Regions from separate parts of the Zea mays genome. Here region 1 is linked to region 2. The links are chromatin contacts, called in public Hi-C maps. All regions are on one chromosome and are shown on one strand. Each heading gives the region's core, a stretch centred on a gene start, on an enhancer-like site or on the middle of the called end of the contact. The rest is flanking DNA. Distances are from core to core; before and after follow the strand shown. Region 1 holds the start of LOC100304355. Region 2 holds the start of LOC103629829 (a long non-coding RNA gene).

Region 1 (6,515 bases), core at 536-3,035, 160 kb before region 2:
ATCCGTGTCGTTCGACAATGCTGGAGAGTCTTAGTCTTAGCATAGGAAGGTCTCCAGAGTAGCTTCGAAAATTTTGGAGCGATCAAGGTTTCGATGCCTTTAGCCGGCAGTATAGATGGCCATATGGCACTAACACGGTGGACCGACCCAGGCACGGCACTAAAAAGCACGGCCAAAGCACGTGTAACACCCCAGATGTTTATATTCCGCTCGACAACGAGTATGAATTTAAGCACGTAATATCAGTGGATAAAACAGATGCTAAATTTTAAACATCTTCGCCTATCGCGATTTTAATATCGCATCTGTTTCGTCTGTCGCGAGTGCGACGTAGTTTTATTTTTATCTGTCTGGGCTTTTCCAAAATTTTCGTGATGTTCGGAACATCGTTGTTCCGAAAATCGGTGCGTCCGGTGATTATTTAAAATTTATCGCTCGCGCGAATACGAATTCGGAAGCCCAACTCACTTTGATGATTTTTGTCCGAAACAAGATTTATTAGAACTCGACGACAACAATATTGATGCAAAATTAAATCGGACCAAGATAGTTAGAGCCGATATTGAGTAGTCGTAATTAATCTGTTTCCCGTTCAGACTTAGTAAAAAAACCAGAACCCGAAATTGTGTGTTTTGGTACAACTTGTGAGCTCTTTTGTGCATGGTCTATAGAATTGCGAGCCATATTCTTTATAGCAAATTTAGATACCAAGTAATAGTAAGTAAGTTTCCTTAAGAAAGCATGGTCTGTTGTTGCTCAGAATTGGGATAAAATATGGTTCGAAGATCAGCTGTCAGGTGGGTTGTGGTCTGAATTTGGTCCAGTCATCTGAATTTCAGTAAAAAGTGCCAAGTTTGGAGCTATCGACTGTCCTTTCCATAGAGTTATAGATTATGATCACCATGACGAAGTTGTATAGCTGTCATAGGAGGGCAAGTTCTATTAAGTGATCTGACCAAAGAACTATATGGAATTGAGAGAAAAAGGGGCCCAAAACCTTGCTGTCAGATTCTGTTGTTCTGAAATTTGTTCAGGAAGTTAAAGTGCAGTTTCAGCATTGTTTATCAAACTGCAGAGCTCTGTTGTGACTGATCCATGATGTTATGGCCTGCACTCTCTATAGAAAAGTGTTAGAGGGTAGTGTGGTGAGTAATTTGCATTAAGGTGGATCCCCCTGAACTAGGCTAGAAATGGGAGAAAATGGTGTCTAAAACATGCTGTCAAACTTTGGATTTCAGATTTAGTGCAGTTAACTGAAACTGAATTTTTAGTGAGTGTTGCTCAACTTTGGAGCTTTCTAGTGCTTAATCTAGGGAGGTTGGGTCTACGATTCTTATAGCAAACTTGAAGACCTAATATAGAAGAACAACTTTTACTAAGCATGATTTCTATTTGCTTGCTTAGAATTGGGAGAAATTCATGTTTTAAAACGCTCTGTCAGGTAAGTGGTGGCTGAACATAGTTTCAGTTAACTGGAACTTATTTCTGTATTGGGGAAACTAGCGTTGAGGATCTTTCATTCTTCACGTAGTGGAATTTGGACATTAAAAAGTGTTCAACTTTTTATTTTGGGAATTTAAAAGTGAATTAGTGAAAAGAAAAGGAGAAGGAAAGATCATGTCATCCTTATCATGGGTCGCCGCTCAACAGGAGATATTTTTCCAATCGTTCGTATCCTTTCGGACAAAGTGCTGTGCACCAGTTCCAGATCTGGAAGAATTCCTGCCGCCCACCAGACTCCACGTTCCTCACGTCTTCTTCCTCCCCAGCACTCTCTCATTCATGTCACCTCTTTTCCTCACTATCCCTCTCTGTTCCCTCGACGGTCAGGCCTCTCCTTAACCGCGGATGCCGATCTCTGCCACCAGCGCACGGTAGACCATCATCCTCCTCCCTTTTGCTGCGTGCCTAGGTCAGACCTCACCTTGCCACCGTGTCGTAATATCTCTGGCGCATGCGCCCAGCACCGCGCACCGGGCGCTCGGCTACTCCTTGCCTCATCTACACCAGGTCATGGCTCCCTGATGTACTCCCCATTCCGGCCATCGATCCCTGGTGTTGGTGCTCCCTTTCTCCTGTGCTCGCTAGGTATTCGGTGGGACGCCTGAGCCATATGATTGACGTCGTTCTTGTGTATTCGGAATTGATTGATGTTGGTAAGATGAATTGTTATTTCCTGCTATTGAATTAGCGAGTAAATTAGATAAATAAATTAGTGGTAATGATTCTTTGTCCTTAGCAGATGTGCTCTGGGATAACCTCATGATCCGTAGCAGTGCTTGCGTGCTAGTCCATTGAGTTATACATGGAAGGATTCTGTCCTCTCTTTTGTTTGTAGATATTGTGGTGGTATTAAGTATTTGTTGTGCTTATATTAGATGATCGTTGAAGTGCCTCGCCATAAAGTGTTTGTTTAGTTGTCCCATTATTTATAATGATACGACAAAGTCTAGGTTTGAGGTATGCTCTAGCTTAGGGAAATATAGAGCGTATGCATAGTTGTGATTTCTTTTTTTAAATAAATTAAGTTGAACAGGAGGAACTCGAGTGTTGAACTTGGTATGTATAGTTTGCTATTTCTCGATGTTTGAGTTAGAACCCGTGGTCGTCATTGTTGTACTCAGTCATTTGTGGCGTCTAGTATTTTCTCACGAGTGTTGCAGCACCTCGTCATTTTTCTTAATTCTATATTGTGTGTAATATGTTGTGTTACTCTTCCTTATGTTTGTACATGTGCATTATGCATCTCATCAGGTACGCTAGTTGATCACGTGATATGGAGGACTAGAACCGAGTCGACCACAAGATGTTGTTAAGCGCGAGTTTCTTCGTAAGGTGATGCTGATGGATAAACTTAAGGATGGATGGCCTGATCAAGTGCCAGGACAAGGAAGATCATCAAGAGATCGTCGTCTAACCAACACTGACTTAGTGTTATTCCAGGTAAGCCCCGGTGCATTTTCCACCTCCTTGCTGTTTTAAAATTTTTATCACCTTGTTTGACGCATTAGGTGATAGGAGTTGTGTGCTAAACCATTGATGCATTTCCTTCCTTGGAAAATTGATTACCCTTCCTTGATACCCTTTTATGAAATGGATTTTTGATGCTTAGCCTTGCTTTAGAAAAACAAAATGTTTTGTTTTAAAACAAAAGTGATGCTACAAATTGGATGGGAAGTTTTCAAAAATAAAACTTGATGGTGAATCCATCATGGCCATGATGGATTCAACATCGGAAAAGATGTACCTATGCCAGGTACCAAACTTTGGGTTTAAATAATAAAGCTGAGACCGGACGGGTGACTTGCACGAGAAAGGAGTCTTGGTGTAGTGTCTCCGTCTATGTCAATTAAGGACCATACCGATTGTTGGCCTGCTGATCTAGGACCCTTTATCTGGCCACATACCTCGTCATGGGTAAGCTTGAACCCGACTATTCCATACATGAAAAGACAATCGCGCACTGGGAGTGGAGAGATGGCGAGAGTGGCACGTACCCTCCTGGCAAAGGACTGCCTAAAAGGGGTGGTGTGCTCTCGGGTGGCGCGGACCTGTTCATGTGGTGGAGGATCCGTGGGAATGGTAGACATGTGCAAAAGAGTTAAGAGAAGCATATGTCGTGTGGTTGGAGATCCCCAGCTGGGTATTAATCGATTTGGATCGCCGAACTTCTCGGATATGAATACTGGATCTTCGACCCTCATCGTAGATAACAAGCGAAACAAAAGTTGGATTTTAAAAGAAAGCTAGTGTAGGACAAGTGAATGCTCTAGATTAGGCAAATCTAGATTCAGGAAAAGTACTTAACTTGTGATGTAAAATTTTGGCTTAAGGACCCACTTCTAGTAAGCTTTTATGCAAAAAGAGTCTTTGAAACTTGATGAGCCTTACCTTGAATCCCTCTAGCCAGCATACCCTTGAGAGTCTTTTCTTTAGTCGGGTAAGTCTTGCTGAGTAATTCCGTACTCAGGGTTTTATTCCCTGTTGTTTTTCAGGTTTTACTTTGTGCTGCTGTTGATGGTGTTAAGTGCCGGTGGGCTCGGCCTTCTTATAAGTCTAAGTAACTCTTCTATACTTCTTATTGAGGATGGTCACTTGAGCTAGCATATATTTCAAACTTATAAATAATTTATAACATTTCAAAGTTTATCACTTTGAACCACTTTTGTAACCACTCCGATAAATATAATGTAAATTTGTTGTAACTTGTAAAATTTGGTAATAAGATTTCTGCTGCAAAATGTTCGTGTGTGATTTGTGTTTACTTAATCTTGCGATCCTGGTTGTAAGTGGTTTATCTGGGGTCCCTGGGACACTCAGACATATCCTATTAAGTTATTTAGTGCACATGCATAGCCGTCTGAGGTCTTTGAGACAAGGGTAGGTGCATGTGGGGCCAATAACTTGGGAGGTTCTGCCACAACACGACACGACCCGGTCCATATAATGCCAGTGCCATGCCTGGGCCACCAGCTCGGCCCATAGTGTCGACCCAAGCCGACACGGTTAACTGGACTGGCACGGCCCAGGCGCCAGCGCGGCCCAGGCCCAGCTAGCTAAGCGAAACGCGCCATATGCCCCCGCCCCCATATCCCAAAGCCGCGCCTGCACAACTAAACCCTAAACGTCGTCACGAAGCTGCGAACTCCTCCCCCGGTCCCTCTGCCTCCGCTCAGCGCTCAGGCTCAGATCTATCCTCTCTCCGCTCCGGTCTCCCTCTCCTCTATTCGGTCTCCGGCTCGACGGCTCTCCCTCTCCCCCACTCTAGCCTCAAGACCTCAACAGAATTGCGCGTTTGTGGAACCGGGTAACTCTTATCTGTAACCCTAGCTCCGGTCTCCCTCTCCTCTCCCATATCTTCTTCTCCCCCTCCGGTGTCATCTACACCAACTGGCTGAAACTGGCACACGGCACAACATCATCCTCGTCTACCTCATCGTCTCCCTCGAGCTCATACGCCGTCGGCTGCTATGGTACTCTGGATTCAAATCCGTCAAGGAACCGGGTGGCCAGATCGATTGTTCGTCGACGGTCGACCGGTCAACGTCGCCTGCGGAGATCTCGGTGCTCCAGCTTATTAGGCAACCCTAACCCTAACCTCTTTTAGTATGTAACCCTAGCTCTGGTCTCCCTCTCCTCTCTCCTATCTTCTTCTCCCCCTTCGGTGTCATCTACACTAACTGGCCGGCACTAGCACACGACACAACATCATCCTCGTCTACCTCATCGTCTCCCTCGAGCTCATACACCGTCGGCTGCTACGGTGCTCTAGATTTAAATCCGTCGAGGAACCGGGTAGCCGGATCGGTTGTTCGTCGACGGTCGATCAGTCGACGTCGCCTGTGGAGATCCCGGTGCTCCGGCTTATTAGGTAACCCTAACCTCTTTTATTATGTAACCCTAACCCTAATATTGTATTCCTATTGTAGCCGTTGAGGAACCGGGACTCCGAGGTGGGTCGATGACCGTCTCCGACGATGAAACTGTTGAGATTGATGACAACGAGGAGAGGCGGTTGTGTGGGTTGACCGGAGATTACAATGAGGATGACCTTCGGGAGGATGCTGCAGCGCTCTTAGGCCATAGCAGTGAGCATCCCATCCATGTTGGTGATGAACAACAAGGCGGTGGTGAGGAAGGTCAAGGTGAAGGGGACGAACACAACGCCAAGCATTGTCGTCCTTCTACTTCTCCAGTCTGGTTAGATTTCGAGAAACTTTTCAAAATTGTGAACGGTAAGAAGGGTTGTCCCTCCTAACTTGTCTAGTAAGAAAAGGTCTGCTTGGGATAAAATTTATGATGATACTGATGATGTGGGTGATTCTGTTGGTATGCATTATTTTGCTTCTACTCTAAACATTGCTAGAGATTCCTCTGCAACTGCTCTACTGCATGCTGCAAACTCTTCAACTTCTAATGCTTCTGAACTCATTTCTTACTTAGATTGTGACGATGTAAACCAGTTAACTGATGATTTCAACATCTTGCACTGGTGGCATCAGCACAAACTCACTTATCCAGTAATGTCAATTATGGCTAAAGATATTTTAAGTGTTCCTGTGTCTACCATCTCTTCATAATCCACTTTTAGTTTAACTGGCAGGATCATCGATGAACGGAGGAGGAGGTTGAAGTCTGATGTGGTTGAGATGTTGACATGCATTAAAGATTGGGAGGATGATGAAGCAAGGATGCAACACATGGTGTATGACAAAGAGCTTGAAGAAACATTTGAAAATCTTTATATTGATTAGTCTCTTTGTGACCATTTGTGTAATGGGACTGTAATATTATGCACTTGGACTTTGTTTGTTGTAAGGACAATGAACTTTTTAATGAGCTGTGCTGTACTCTTTTTTCCCGTCTAGGGTTTATCACAAGGGTGAGTTTTAGCTAGACAAGTTTTTAACGAGGCAGCTATTGCACTACAGCTCATAACAGAAACATAGCAGTTTGAAGTTTTATTTCTTATCTGTTTGATGGTAGAAAGTGTGTTTTCAGACTTAGTGCTCGTG
Region 2 (6,772 bases), core at 2,910-5,409:
AAAAGACCTCAAACCCCGCGGTGGGGTTTAATTTTTATAGGCGGTTTCAGTTATCAAGCGCCAGTACTATTTCTAGTGACAGTTTCTTAAGAAAACCGTCTGTAAAAATGATATTTCTACATATGGCTCCTTAAGAAAACCGCCATGAAATTCATGATTTGTTCAAGCGATTTTCTTAAGAAATCGACACTAGAAATCATTTTTATCCTAATTTTTTGAGTTTTTTAAATGATACCATAAAAGTTATAGATCTCTAAAAGTTATGAAACTTTATAGTTTATAATTTTTTTATTTGAAATCATTTTTGCACTCAAAAATTGCATGTCAAATTTAAAATGCAAATTTCATATATACAAACCGCGACGCAAAAGACCGACGTCGTTCGTCCACGTCTGCTCTTTTTCCTTCGTCCGTTCGATTCGTTATCTATGGTCTACGGTTGCAGATCATACACGTGTGGTGTCCAACGAAACCATTTGCTGAGTCTCGACACCGCTGGACAGTTCAGGATGGGAGGCAAAGGGACTGTGGCTTGTTCAAAGAGGAAAAAGTGGAAGCCGCCAGTCATCTCCGCCATGTCGTCCTCGCTTCTGTCGGTCCATCGGCGGTCATGCTATCGACACCTCCACAGTCTTCCCATCCTCCAATACATTTTATCAACTGCTCGCGCGATAGGGAAGGCAGAGGGTGGGCATGTCGTCCTCTCCTCTACACCACGTCATCCACGACGATGGTGGAGGAGACTGCTTCAGTCGCCATTCGTCGGTCTCCGCTGCTCCTCCACACGCTTGGTCGTCGTCTCTACGGTTGGCAAAGGTATGCATAACCTTTTCCCATCAAAGCTTCCTAGATATGTGTGTTATTCGTGTTAGGGTTTGCATCCGCTCCTCCATATTGTGCGCTCTCACTCCATAGCTTCACATTAGGAATGGAGGTCGTCGATTCAGGTCGAGTAGGAGCACTCTATGGCTTTGCATTGCTACTAGTGGTCCAATATTCACACCTTCACGATTTAGTGGATTTCCCTCATCCATATCTCCACTGACGTTAGAATATTCCTTATCCCGTCGTCATGAGGTCTTACTACTTTTGGTCTCTAAATTGTATATGCTTTTTGGAGTAATTTGCTTTGTTTCGATGCCTACATGTTAGCTTCGAATAAAGCTACTTTCCCTGCAGCTTTGAAAAATAGTCGCTAAAAAAATCAAGTGATCCATTCTACACTCATCTTTGTTGTATTATTACACTAATATTTTGCTTCCACCATGAAATTTTAATATCTTATTGGAGTTTGAATAAAATTTTATGTTTCAATGTCTTTATTTTAGCTATCTCACATGTGGTGGTCCTGTAAACTGTCCAATTTTTTTAAAAATAAAAACAAAATGGAACCCTAAATTAGGATGGTTAGCTTCCTATTCTATGTATACCCTTTTTCACTTTTCTTTTTCTTTTGGAAAAAAGTAACTAAGCGTTCGGGCTCCTTGCTTTGTACTGATGTAAGTTTCCATTAGGCAATCACAACAATTCCACAAGGAAGCAGGTCATAAGCTGGAGTCTACCTTGCTCCTCCTTTCTTTCTTTTCTTTGCACCCATATCCTTCCTCTTTGTTTTCAAAATTCTTTTGTTAGAAGAGCCATTTAACATATGCAATATTGTTTATTTGTGGAATGGCAAGTGATGGGAAATACTAAGATTATAACATTGTAGATATTATCATTTGGCAGGTTACCATAGCCCATTACCTATCTTGAAAGGATTGAATACTCAATAATCGTGGCGAAACAGGCGGTGTCGATATACTCAATTTTTATATTCTCATAAACAAGATAAACTTTATCCTCCCTGTATAGCTTAACATGATGTCCCTCCATACGTACTTATGTATCAATGCATTGTTGGTTTACTATTGTTCACATTCTTAATTAGCTTATAGGTCACGAATCTCATTTGTTTTCCCTTGCATTTTCCCATGTTTACAATTGTTCACATTCTTGATCAGTTTATAGATCACAAATCTCATTTGTTTTTTGTTGCATTTTCGCAAGTTGAACAAGTGTTTCGAATCGTCAACAACTCGTTTGAACAACCTACGACCTCCGTTAGGAACATGTATGTTTTTTCCAACAAACAATATGTTATCTATTTATTTTCCACACTCATGACAACCACATATATCATTTTTTACTTGCTATTTTCTGCATGGTCACCTGCTATTTTCTAATCGGAGCAAGGTGAATCGCACATTCTGTAAGTTCTATTCGAAAGAGGTATTTTCTATACAATAAACACCATGGCCACACCCTGTGTATCCACTTGTGTATCTAAACAAATTACATATATGTATATATGTACTTTGAATAAGTGCTCAATTATATAGGATTGATAACGATGTTATACATGAATAAATATATGCATAGAGATCCTACAATATAAATGCACATGTATACACACATGTTATTGAGTACTCGGATGGTATTTGATCTTTTCAAAAACAAAAAACGGGTGAAGATTGTTGTGTTTTAATAGTCTAGATGTGCTTTTAACCCTCTTTTTATACAATTGTGGCATCATTGGTCTAAGTTGGTTACTTCATCCTTATGGCTTAGATTCTAATTATCCAACAATGTCAATTTATATGATCTGAATTCCATACTGCTGTTTGGCATAAAGAAACTACTTACATTCCAAAATATAGGTTGTTTTTAGTTTTTTTAGATATGTAATTTTATCATGTATAATAAAAGGCTTAACATGTATCAAGATGCATATAGCACCCAACAGACTTCTACATCTGATACTGAAGAACATAGATCCAAATGTAATGCTCAAGAAGAAATCACAAAGGTACAGTTCCTCCACCTTATTCCAAAAACTAATAACCAGAAAGGCATAAATGCATCAACAAAATGAGCACATAAAAAAGCCCACTACATTTTTCCTTCTGCAGGACCAAACAGCTAGCATCAGGCAACTCAAAGCAAAAGACAATATGCCTTTATTTGAATCTCCTCCAAAAAGGTAATACTTCTACATTATACATCTACTTGCACAAACAGCATGAACTCAGGTTACAATGCACACAAATTAGAAAACTACTATATTTACACAAAAAAATACCACCCATTTGCATTTACACACTAAGTGACCAAATTCTATTAATACTTGCTGCTTCACAAAACATACATACAGGCTAAAGAAAGGGAGTTCCCATCGAGACTAAATGTGGTTGCTCAAAATCGAAAACACTATATGTCTGACATGCTCTATTTTGTCAACTTCAATATAATCTACTCTGAAGTATAATTGTCTCAGAAAAGTCAATCTGAACTTTCTTTGATAAAATATGCATCTGAATTATGCAGGAGTGTCAAAAAAGCACATTTTTGTAATTTTGACATGGGATATTTTGTGGTCTTGAGGAACATATAGACCAATATGTTGATACCTCAACAAGTTTGTATTTATGACTAATCCGCTGTAAAAGTACACTTGATCCACAAAGTCCTTGAAAACTTCCTTTCAACGCACAATCCTTTTTGTAACCACTACGACCTATTGTAACAATATCCAAACTCAGCATCCTACGTTTGTATATTCCAATATTTCAGTACTGCACATATAAGCATGCTTATATAATTATGTATGTATTATGTACCTACTTCAGGTATATTAATAGACCTATATATTGCTTATATAAATCTAAAATATCACTTTGTTTACTATCTGAATACATAAAATCAACTATTTAATCATATTGTTAAAATACTCGCGTGGAGTACGAGCAAGTTACTAGTCATGGCTAAACTGCTTCGTTCTGGTGAAACAGAGTAGTGCTATGCTTGAGAAGGTCACCTTGCATCAGGATGAGGATGATACCTGAGTTTGCCCAGTTTGACGAAATTGCTCAAAGGTACAGAACGAACGCGTATAGTTCAAATTTTAAATGAAAACATATGTGAAAATTTTAAGCGCATGTAGAGAGTCGTTAGAGATAAATTAGAAATATATGTGTACGTACGTATATACACTAAATCATTTCTACTTGTTAGTGCCTACGAATAGAATTTCCAACTCCGACGGAGGATGCTTCTGCCCTGATAATTGTGGCCAGGGACGAGGTTTGTGTTAGCCCAGGAAGCCTACCACGTGAGGTTGAGGCCCAAATACAGCCCAACAGGAGGAAGGGCCTCATGCTTGTTTTCCTTCTTTGTCTGTAGCCCAACAAGCCTGAGGTTTTCTACAGTTCTGCTAGAATTTTGTGTCATGAATCTGCATCGTTTGTCGGTTCATATCGCAACGTTTTCTAAATAACAGAACAGGAGCACAAGAATTATATATGCACGTAGATATTGAGATTTAAAGTTACGAGCACTCACGTTGAGACAAGAAACTAGGGTGTCGTTTGGTTCACATATTTATAACGTAATGGGTAACTGATAATGTTAGATTATGTTTTAGTACCAACTGTAATCAGATATCACACTAGGAACTAATACCAACTTATTCAAGTTTGTTACCACCGGTAATCGAGTGTGAGTCATTATCGTTAACATTTACATTACATTTAGATTCGATCACTTTTGAATAAAGTAATCTAACCTAAATCAATTGGAAAAACACAGAAACAATATAAGATGAAAAGTAAACACAACTTTGACCACTTTTAATGAACCTTCCTGTTGGGGACTCGTTCTCAAATGCTATGAATTAAGAATAAGGCAACATAAAATATTAAATATTAAATCCCTTCGTCCTTCGAAGCATTATTTCCCTTTGGATATAATGGATTTCGGACGAAGGCTATGAAGGTCACACCTTCATAATCATAATGAAAAAGTAAAGAAGATTCATGCGTAAAATAATATGATTACTTTAACCATTAATTCATTTTCATTTATTTTGCTTATATAAACAACAACAGCAAATGTACCTTCGGTTTGAAGGAAAGTAAAGGGTACAAGCGTGATGCCAATGCCAAGTCAGCGTGAACAGTACAGGAATACTGTTCATCTATTTATAGGCACGGGACGCAGCCTGTATAAAATTACATTAATGCCCTTTACTTTTATCAATAACTCTATAGTAATTCTTCGAGGACTAATTTGGCTTTTCATCTTTAAGTCGGTTTTCCCTTTCTGCTGTCATGTCGAAGCTCCTCTGCACATAGCTTCGTGATCGTTTCATCCTTCGTCATGATCGTCTTCCATTTCAGTCAAGCTTCGTCTTGACCATGCTTCTGTATACCCGCAACCTGATTCCAAAGATACCGGCTCGCATACTTAGAAAACATTGTCAAATCACGTTTTTGAGGACCTTCGGAAGCCGAAGGCCCCCAACAGTAGCCCCTCGCAATATTAATTTGCTATAATGATAAATTCATATTGCGATATGGACGAAGGCCTTAAGCCGAAGGTCCGAAAAAACACCTTCTCTTTGCTAGAATAGCAACAGTCTTTGACAAGCGGGACCCTCCAGTTTTAACGCTCTAGGCGTATAAATAAGAGCTCATCCCGAGTTTATTTGGCACACTCTGTTGTCAACTGCTTTTACTCACCCAACCTTTAGCCTGCGCGCAACAACACTTGCTTGGCCTTTTAGATTTTAAAGCTTCGATTTCGAGAGCACTTTCTCAGCGTTTGCAAGGATGTCTGAAGATAAAAAAGCTGTTGGTGATTCGAAGCTAAGTCTTTCTGAGGAGATGCATCTAGGTTTTCTTCAATCAATGTCGAAGACTAATACAGAGAAGATTACTAAAGAAATTTTGGAGGGTTTATCTAAAGATACTGGTGACAGTGACAGCTATGATGTGGATAGTGGTGGTGAAGACTCCGAAGATCGACCTTGGCGACCAAGCCATGCGGTTTTTGGCAAATCAAGTATTAAAGAAAATCATCTTGTCAACATGAGGGGCAGATATTTTCGGGACTTGTCCGTTGTGAGGGCTGATGAAGGAGAAAAGACTTGTCCGAGTCATGAGGAAAATGAGGTCGTGGTATTCCGAAGCTTCTTGAAAGCTGGACTACGATTTCCCTTAAGCAGCTTTGTTGTAGAGGTACTGAAGATATTTGAAATCTACCTTCACCAACTTACCCCCGAAGCGATCATAAGGATGAATATCTTCGTGTGGGCCGTGAGAAGCCAAGGCTTGGAACCTAATGCGAAAAGTTTCTGCAACATACATGAATTATTGTACGAGACAAAACCCTGGGGTAAGGAACAGTATCACAACAATTTTGGCTGCTACAGCTTTGGCTCCCGGTCTGGGTCAAGCTGCCCCATGCCGACCTTTCGAAAGAGGTGGCCTGACGACTGGATGACGGAATGGTTTTACGTGAAGAATGACTTGAAATCACGAGAAGATATAAAGAAGATCATTATGCGTCCCATCTGGCAACGCTTCGGCCTGCGGAGGCCGAAGGTGGAAATGAATGAAGCAGCCGAAGAATGCCAGAGAGCCTTCGGTGTTGTTTGTTCTTTTATTGGGACGAGGGATTTGGTCCAAGAACACATTGCCTTCAGAATATGGCCACTTGTGGAAAAATGGAAAATGTCGCAGGAGACCATTAAAGAGACTGACGAAGGAGGACTAGTCAGGCTGAAATACACTTTTAAGTTCGGAGATAAATTCGTTGAGCCAGATGATGACTGGCTAAAAAGCATTGAAACTGTAAGTGATGAACTGCTTGGGGTATATTCAAAGGCTGAAGATACTGCATTGTCAGTAGCCTTCGGAGGCCGAAAGAAGAAGAGGCTGAACCGAGTATTTGA

The links. A called contact is a pair of places that touch in the nucleus more often than the background predicts.
Region 1: a contact with region 2 is called in a Hi-C map of ear, with 2.2 times the contacts expected there. The contact joins the promoter of LOC100304355 here to the enhancer-like site in region 2. A contact is called at or near these places in 2 of 25 Hi-C or Micro-C datasets (ear and tassel).

What each region holds. Positions count from the first base shown.
Region 1 is chr6:115,690,058-115,696,572 of Zm-B73-REFERENCE-NAM-5.0, reverse strand. LOC100304355 reads left to right here and starts at 1,785. Exons shown (of 3, transcript NM_001165793.1): 1 at 1,785-2,156; 2 at 2,755-2,943; 3 at 5,430-6,338. The coding sequence starts at 5,462. The coding sequence ends at 5,758.
Region 2 is chr6:115,529,703-115,536,474 of Zm-B73-REFERENCE-NAM-5.0, reverse strand. LOC103629829 (a long non-coding RNA gene) reads left to right here and starts at 662. Exons shown (of 4, transcript XR_002263165.1): 1 at 662-816; 2 at 2,749-2,848; 3 at 2,952-3,022; 4 at 4,054-4,323. Within about 2 kb of position 4,159, at least 15 of the 20 cell types and tissues checked have an H3K27ac peak or open chromatin away from gene starts, as enhancers often do. A contact at or near this core is called in ear and tassel, where this site is marked.